Regions from separate parts of the Mus musculus genome. Here region 1 is linked to region 2. A link is a contact called in public HiChIP or PLAC-seq data. All regions are on one chromosome and are shown on one strand. Each heading gives the region's core, a stretch centred on a gene start, on an enhancer-like site or on the middle of the called end of the contact. The rest is flanking DNA. Distances are from core to core; before and after follow the strand shown. Region 1 holds the start of Tspan9 (tetraspanin 9). Region 2 has its middle 12 kb from the start of Gm15870.

Evidence for each region. HiChIP or PLAC-seq counts read pairs in DNA pulled down with a chosen protein or histone mark.
Region 1: a contact with region 2 is called in a CTCF HiChIP or PLAC-seq map of CD8 T cells, with 5 read pairs. The contact joins the promoter of Tspan9 here to the enhancer-like site in region 2. A contact is called at or near these places in 1 of 15 datasets of contacts at CTCF or cohesin (CD8 T cells), 17 of 484 Hi-C or Micro-C datasets (the AML12 cell line, CD8 T cells, the MC3T3-E1 cell line and 11 more), 5 of 115 datasets of contacts at active chromatin or transcription factors (T-cell acute lymphoblastic leukemia, cardiomyocytes and embryonic stem cells) and 3 of 9 other capture datasets (adipose tissue, liver and pancreatic islet).

What each region holds. Positions count from the first base shown.
Region 1 is chr6:128,033,384-128,036,486 of GRCm38.p6, reverse strand. It overlaps Tspan9 (tetraspanin 9), which reads left to right and starts at 1,425. Exons shown (of 7, transcript NM_001379136.1): 1 at 1,425-2,321. The coding sequence starts at 1,986.
Region 2 is chr6:127,955,297-127,958,682 of GRCm38.p6, reverse strand. No RefSeq gene overlaps it. Among named protein-coding and RNA genes, the nearest start is that of Gm15870, 12 kb to the right of the region's middle. Within about 2 kb of position 2,047, at least 6 of the 459 cell types and tissues checked have an H3K27ac peak or open chromatin away from gene starts, as enhancers often do. A contact at or near this core is called in CD8 T cells, where this site is marked.

The sequences.
Region 1 (3,103 bases), core at 176-2,675, 78 kb before region 2:
AGCTTTGCTTCTGAGTTCAGAAGGGACCCAGAAGAGTCAAAACAGATCTCAGAGTTATCACCTCTAGGGTGGTGGTGGGGCAAAGTGAAGGTGAATTCCCCCTAGTTGGAATCACTGCCCCCACCCCCCACCCCTCGGGGCATAGCCACAACCATCTGAGTCTATCTGTGCCTCCAGTAACTTCCTGTCCTAACTAGATTTTGTGCTGCCCAAAGGGCAGGCAGTAGTACTATGGTGTTTCCTCAAGGGCTCCCCCTTGGGGCTCAGGATAGAGGGTTGGGGGTTGCAGAGTAGACTCCATCTAGCCGTCCCTATGGAGTACCTTCCAGAGGCTGAGCTCCTTGTTAGCTGCTGGGAGCCTGGTAAAACTTAGCTCCCACACTGACTCACTGCACAAAGGAGAGACTCAGTGTCTAACCCCCGCACCCCCACCCCACTCAGTCTTCTAGTTTTTATCATTTGCAAACCGTGGTGGCCCCAGGTCAGCAATGCAGACTTCTGCATATAAGCCCAGAGGAGGCTGTCTTCATTGCAGCGCTTCACAAGAGGATGAAGGGCTGTTTTTGGATGTTCCTCTGGCAGGCACATACCTCCTGTCTTTTCTCTGACCTCGGCTCCGAGAGGACTCGGGTGTGACCAAAAAAGCATTGCTACCTTGCTCTTCTGCTGGCAAAAAGCAGTGCCCCACTTGAGCCGCCTGCCCCTTGCAGCCCGCCGTCCCACTCGGGAACGCGGAGGCGGGGGCTTGCGCAGCTGCAGGAGTCTCTCGGAGCCGCGCGTGCGTGTGCGCGTGGAGGGGGCAGGGAGGGCGGCGCGCCCCGCGGAGGCCTGAGGGCGCTTTCCTACACCTTGCGTCTCTGCTGCGGCCCCTCTACCAGTGCGCAGTAGCCATTCTCACGTGTGCAAAAGCGTGGTGTGTGTGTGTGTGTGTGTGTGTGTGTGTGTGTGTGTGTGTGTGTGTGTGTGTGTGTGTGTGTGTGTAAAGGTACTGCTTGGGACCATGTGCCCCAGGCTAGACAGGCCCGACGTTCCTAGGGGGCGGAGGCCAGCCTAGTAGTGGCCACCGTTTCTTTCCCTTCCAGCCTTTCCCCCCAGACCTATCCTCTGGCTTCCTAGGGTTCTTGGTGTCTCCAGTTCTCCCCCTCCTCTAGTCGCGGCCCTTGCTGGGGCAAGAAACCAGTGCTTTCCCATGGAGGTGTTAGTTCATTCCTAGCCACTGAGCGAGCCCTTGACATTTAGAAGGGTTCTGGGCACACTAGTTTAGGCACACAAGCAGACCGCTAATCCTATTAAAGATATTGTGTCATTGGGGAGGGGGGTAGCTCCCCTACCGGAGCCAGGCAGACCTTGAGCCCATTGGTCGGATGCAAAGCAGGGGGCGGGGCCCAGAGCCCGGGGAAGGGGCTCTAGGCGATTTCAGAGTCGAGAGTCAGGGCTGGAATTTCGCAGGGCAAGCCCAGCGGTTGCAGCTGCAGCGGATCCGAGGCTCTCTGCCCGCGGCGCACCCGGGCAGCCCAGGGCCGGCAGCGGCTCCGCAAAGTCGCGGAGCAAGGGAGGCCGAGCGCCCGCAAAGTGGTGGGGCTCCGGGTTGGAAGAGGCGTGCCTGCGGAGCTTGGATCCCAGCGCCCTTTCGCCTCGAGTGCTGCGTCCGGTCGGTGGTGCAGCCGCCCGGGAAAGAGCAGTCAAATTGCAGCCTCCCTAAAGAAGCCTAGTTACGCAGGCGAGCCGGCTCCCCAAGCGTGCTTATAACAGTGCCGCAGAGCCCTCCCGGGCCAGCGGGCTAAGGCTGGGAGCGGGGCGCCGTCCCAGAGGCAGTGAACCCCCGGCAGTTGGTTGCTCCGCTATTGCTCGCGGGTGCAGAGAGGGGGCGTGCGAAGCTCCAACAGCCAGCTTGCTCAGAACCCGTGCCCGACCGGGGTGCCCCCTCCGTCCCACTCTGGGAGCAATGCCCCCCGCCCCTCGTGCCCCCCGGGAACGAGGCGAGCATGGAGAAGTCGAGTAGCGAGGATTCTTCGATCCACCGGAGTCCATCTTTGGACAGCAAGGACTCGGACTTTGCCAAGCCGTCCACCTCTGGCCGCCCGTTCGGCCGCGGCTTCACGGCTGGCGCCTTCTACGGCACCGCGGGTTCGCGGGGTCAGAGCCGCACGGAGGCCGGCATTAAGACTGACAAGTACAATGCACCCAAAGGCAGCAAGTACGTGGTGTTTTACCTGGACCTGTCCTTTGTGTTCCTCCTAGAATTTAAGAAGTGCAACATGGCCAGGGGCTGTCTCTGCTGCTTGAAGTACACGATGTTCCTCTTCAATTTGATATTCTGGGTAAGTCCTTACTGTTGAGTCTTCCGTTGCTCCTTCTCCTTGCTTTCCACCCTAGGAATATCTTCTACTTCCTCCTCGCTCTACCTTATCTGCCCAAAGGTAAGTGCTTTTAAAAATTGAAGGCACCCTCCCACTCCCTGCATCTTTCTGTTCCCTTTTCCCTCTTCTCCATGGCTGAATGGAGGCTTCAACTTGTCAGTCTTCCAGGAGAGACACGTTCTGCTCCCAGGAAGCTGGAAAGTTTGCCACTGCTTCCTTCTCCCAAAAAAAAGGCACACTGAAGTACCTGCACCAGGGAACCTGCATCATGGGTGTGGGTCAGACGGCACAGCTGTGCCCCTGGGTTGGTGGGGGGCCGTGAGGATGGTTTCTGAGTTTCTTCTATTGCTCCTGGAGGCAGGAGGCCAGTCTGTAGCATTGTGGGGGTGGGGTGGGGGTGTGGAGGTCACAGTCCCCTGCTCATTTACATGGTTCCCAGGAAGAGGAGGAAGCAGCCATACACGATGAGGGACAGGCTGCTGCTTTTGAGGGATTGCTGTGGGCTGGGCAGCCAGCACTTGGCCAGGCCACTCTTTCCCAGGCTCCAGGAGCCTCCAGGATGAGCAAAAAGGACAAAGGGAGATGATTTTTCTAGAGAAAGTGTCAATGGATGGGCTGGCTTGGGAATATCGTCTGTCTCATGTGTGACGCTGGTGACTGTGTGCACAAGTACTTACGAGTTACACAAACTGGATGAAAACTTAATTCATCTCTGCTTCTTTCGTCCTCACTACTGCCTGCCT
Region 2 (3,386 bases), core at 798-3,297:
CTGAGGGGATCCAAAACCCTCTTCTGAGTTTTGTGGACACCAGGCACACATCTGGGGCAAATGTCTTCATACAGGAAAAAGACACATACACATAAAAATGAAAATAAATCTTTAAACATTTTTAAAAGAACAAAATCATGTCGTTGGCCAGAAAATGGTTGGGTCATCGTATTAAATAAGGCAGATTCATACAAATATCACACTTTTTCTTGGTATGTGTAATCTAGATTTTATTGAAAGAAAAAGCTATAAGGAGTTATAAAAGAGAGGGACCAAAGAGGACACAGAGGGATGACCACAATATGACCCAAACTTCCCTTTATACGATGAATGCACACTATTAAACTTAGAGGGGCTGGAGAGGTGGCATAGCAGTTAAGAGCATTGCTCTTCCATAGGTCCCAGGTTTGATTACCAACATCCACACGGGCAGCTCACAACCATTTGTAGCTCTAGTTACAGGGGAGCTGATGCCCTCTTCTGGCTTCTATGGACACCAGGCATGCACACCGTGAACAGAGAAAACCACACCCATACACATAAAATCAAAATAATAAAAAGGTGTAAAGGTATCCAGCTTGTTCCTGGACTAGTGCAAATACTGAGTCCTGAAACTAAAGGCAGGGTCCACAGAAAAACATTACCCATTACCCAGGCTGAAAGCCAGGGACACAGGAGGGTGATGTGGAGAGGGGAGTAGATGTTTTAGGGAGAGACAGAGGGGTGGAGAAAGAGAGAGGGAGGGAGGGAGGGAGGGAGGGAGGGAGGGAGGGAGGGAGGGAGAGCGAGAGCGAGAGCGAGAGAGAGAGAGAGAGAGAGAGAGAGAGAGAGAGAGAGAGAGAGAGAGAGAGAGAGAGAGAGAGAGAGAGAGAGAGAGAGAGAGAGAGAGAGAGAGAGAGAGAGAGAGAGAGAGAGAGAGAGAGAACATTGAAAAGAGCTTACTAGATATGCATCCAGGGCCTTAGCTCAGCTCCAGCTGGCTCAGCACCACCACTCAATAATCCACAGAAGTCAGATTAAATAAATGTCATTCAGACACAAAAATATTGACATTTTCCCCATCCCTTCAAGCATTCAGCAAGATGGGGAGGCTCTCTGGATTTGCTGAGTCTGACAGTCATGAGATGGCCCATTGTCTCCCTAAGCCAGGAAAAAGAATAGCAGTACTCTGCAGGCCTGCCTGCAGGGCCAACTCTCTTGCCTGAAGATCCCCCCATAAGAAATGCTCCTTTGTACCCTCAGAGGCCAACAGAGAGCTGAGGTGCCTCTGGGGTAGCTCAAGGCACGGGCTGCTCCCTCTCTGCAGCTCTGGGCATAGAATAGAGAGGTGACTTGGTTGAGGAAGCTCCCGACTGGATCTTGTGGTCAGCACCTGTTGCCCAGAATTTTTTTCTGGGTAGAGAGTTTTGGAACTTAGTCTGGGCTGATGTTCTGTGAAGCCCTGCACCAGGTGGTTAAAGTGAGAAGCAGCTACCTTTGTAGCTTAGTGGCATCAGGAAGCCCCCTGTCTTTTGTCTGATTCCTGTTCAGACTTTCTACATTGAATTCCTGGAGTTTGGACATATCCTTAATATATAGAAACATATTTTTCAAGCAAGACCTATGCTACTACCTAAGGACTCAGCCATGCTACTACCTCCTGGCCATCCAGGGCAAGCACGCTGCATGTGGCATCTGGATGTCAGCTTAGGGTTTTCTAAAGCAGTTAGAGAATTTGAAAGTCTGATGGAGGACTGGGGATGTGGCTCAGTGATAAAGCACCTGCTTAATGTGTGGAGGCCTTGGGTTTTATCCCTTAACACCACAAACAAAACAAGCAAACAAGCAAGCAAACAAACAAAAAACAACCCTCAGACCAGTGGTGGTTGTTCAACACTCTTGGTCATGGCTGTTGTGGTTTGGATCTGAAATGTCTTCCACGTGTCCCATGTCTTGAATGTTTGCTCTTCAGTTTGCGACTCTATTTCAAAGGCCGTGGAACCTTCAGAAAGTGGAGCCCATCTGTAGAAAGGAAGTCATTGAAGGTCACACTTACCCTTGGTGTCAGTTTCTGCTTCCTGTCAGTCACCAGTGAACAAGCTGCTACCACAAGCCCTCACGGCCACAGACTGGCGTGTCTCCCGGATGCGATGGACTGAAATCTCTCAGAACCCATGAGCCCTAACAAACCTTTCCTCTCTCAGGTTATTTCTGTCAGGCAGTTTGTCACAGCAATGAGAAAAGTAATGCCCTGATTTTGTGAGATTCTTACTACGGTAATAGTGTTTGCCCCTGGCTGATGGGCAGGGTGGATTGCAAGCCAGATGCACATGCCTGATGCAAGGGCTCTGCCTGGGTCCACAGCTGTTGTCTTCTTTCTGCCGGACTCATTAGGATTCCAACCAGAGGCAGAAACAGGAAAATGCAGCAAGTGATCCCTGTATGTTTATAACTAGGCAGAAAAGAGCTCCAGGCTCCATGAGCACCTTCCCTGTGACATCCTGTTAGGCACCCAGGGCTGCTATAAAGTGCTGGCATTTTCTGGGAAGTGGTGGCACATGACACATGACAGGCCAGCCTGAAGCCCCAGGCAGATCTTGCCATTGCTCATGCCGCCTGTGCACCTTGTCAGCTGCCAGAGCCATTTACACAGCAATTGTGAGCCACCATTAGTAACAGCAGTTGTGAACATCATTAGTGACAGTAGTTGTGAACACCATTAGTGACAGCAGTTGTAAACACCATTAGTGACAGTAGTTGTGAACACCATTAGTAACAGAAGTTGTGACACCATTAGTGACAACAATTGTGAATACCATTAGTCACAGCAATTGTGATCACCATTAGTGACAGCAGTTGTGAACACCATTAGTGACAGAAGTTGTAAACATCATTAGTGACAACAGTTGTGAGCACCATTAGTGCTGCTCGTCTGCAGTGGGGAAGAGTGTGCAATACCACTTACTTTCCTTGGGTGTGTCTGTGCACTTGTGTGCACATGTGCACACTCATAGTAATACTGAAGGGTAAGCAGAGAGCTCACTCTAGTGGGAGAGAGGACAATAAAAATGTCTTAGACCAGGGCCAATCCCCTAATTCTCTCTCAAATACCAAGGGGCTCTGCTGTGATTGGCCAGGCCCTGGAGCTCCCTAGTAGGGTAGATCCCCATGTATGGGTGGCCCAGTTCCATCCGTACATGGCAAGTGGCCAGACCTCCTAGGATTGCTCACAGTGAGTCTTCTCGGGTCTCATTCCTCCAGGAGTCCCTATGTCTTAGGGTTCTACAGCCCAGCTTACCCCACCAGACCTCAGCTACTCCCAGAAAGAGTAGCAAATTTAGGAGGTGGTATGTTTTCATCCAAAAAGACAAAATACTGTCTTCTACTCCTATATCAAGAAAGCTGGT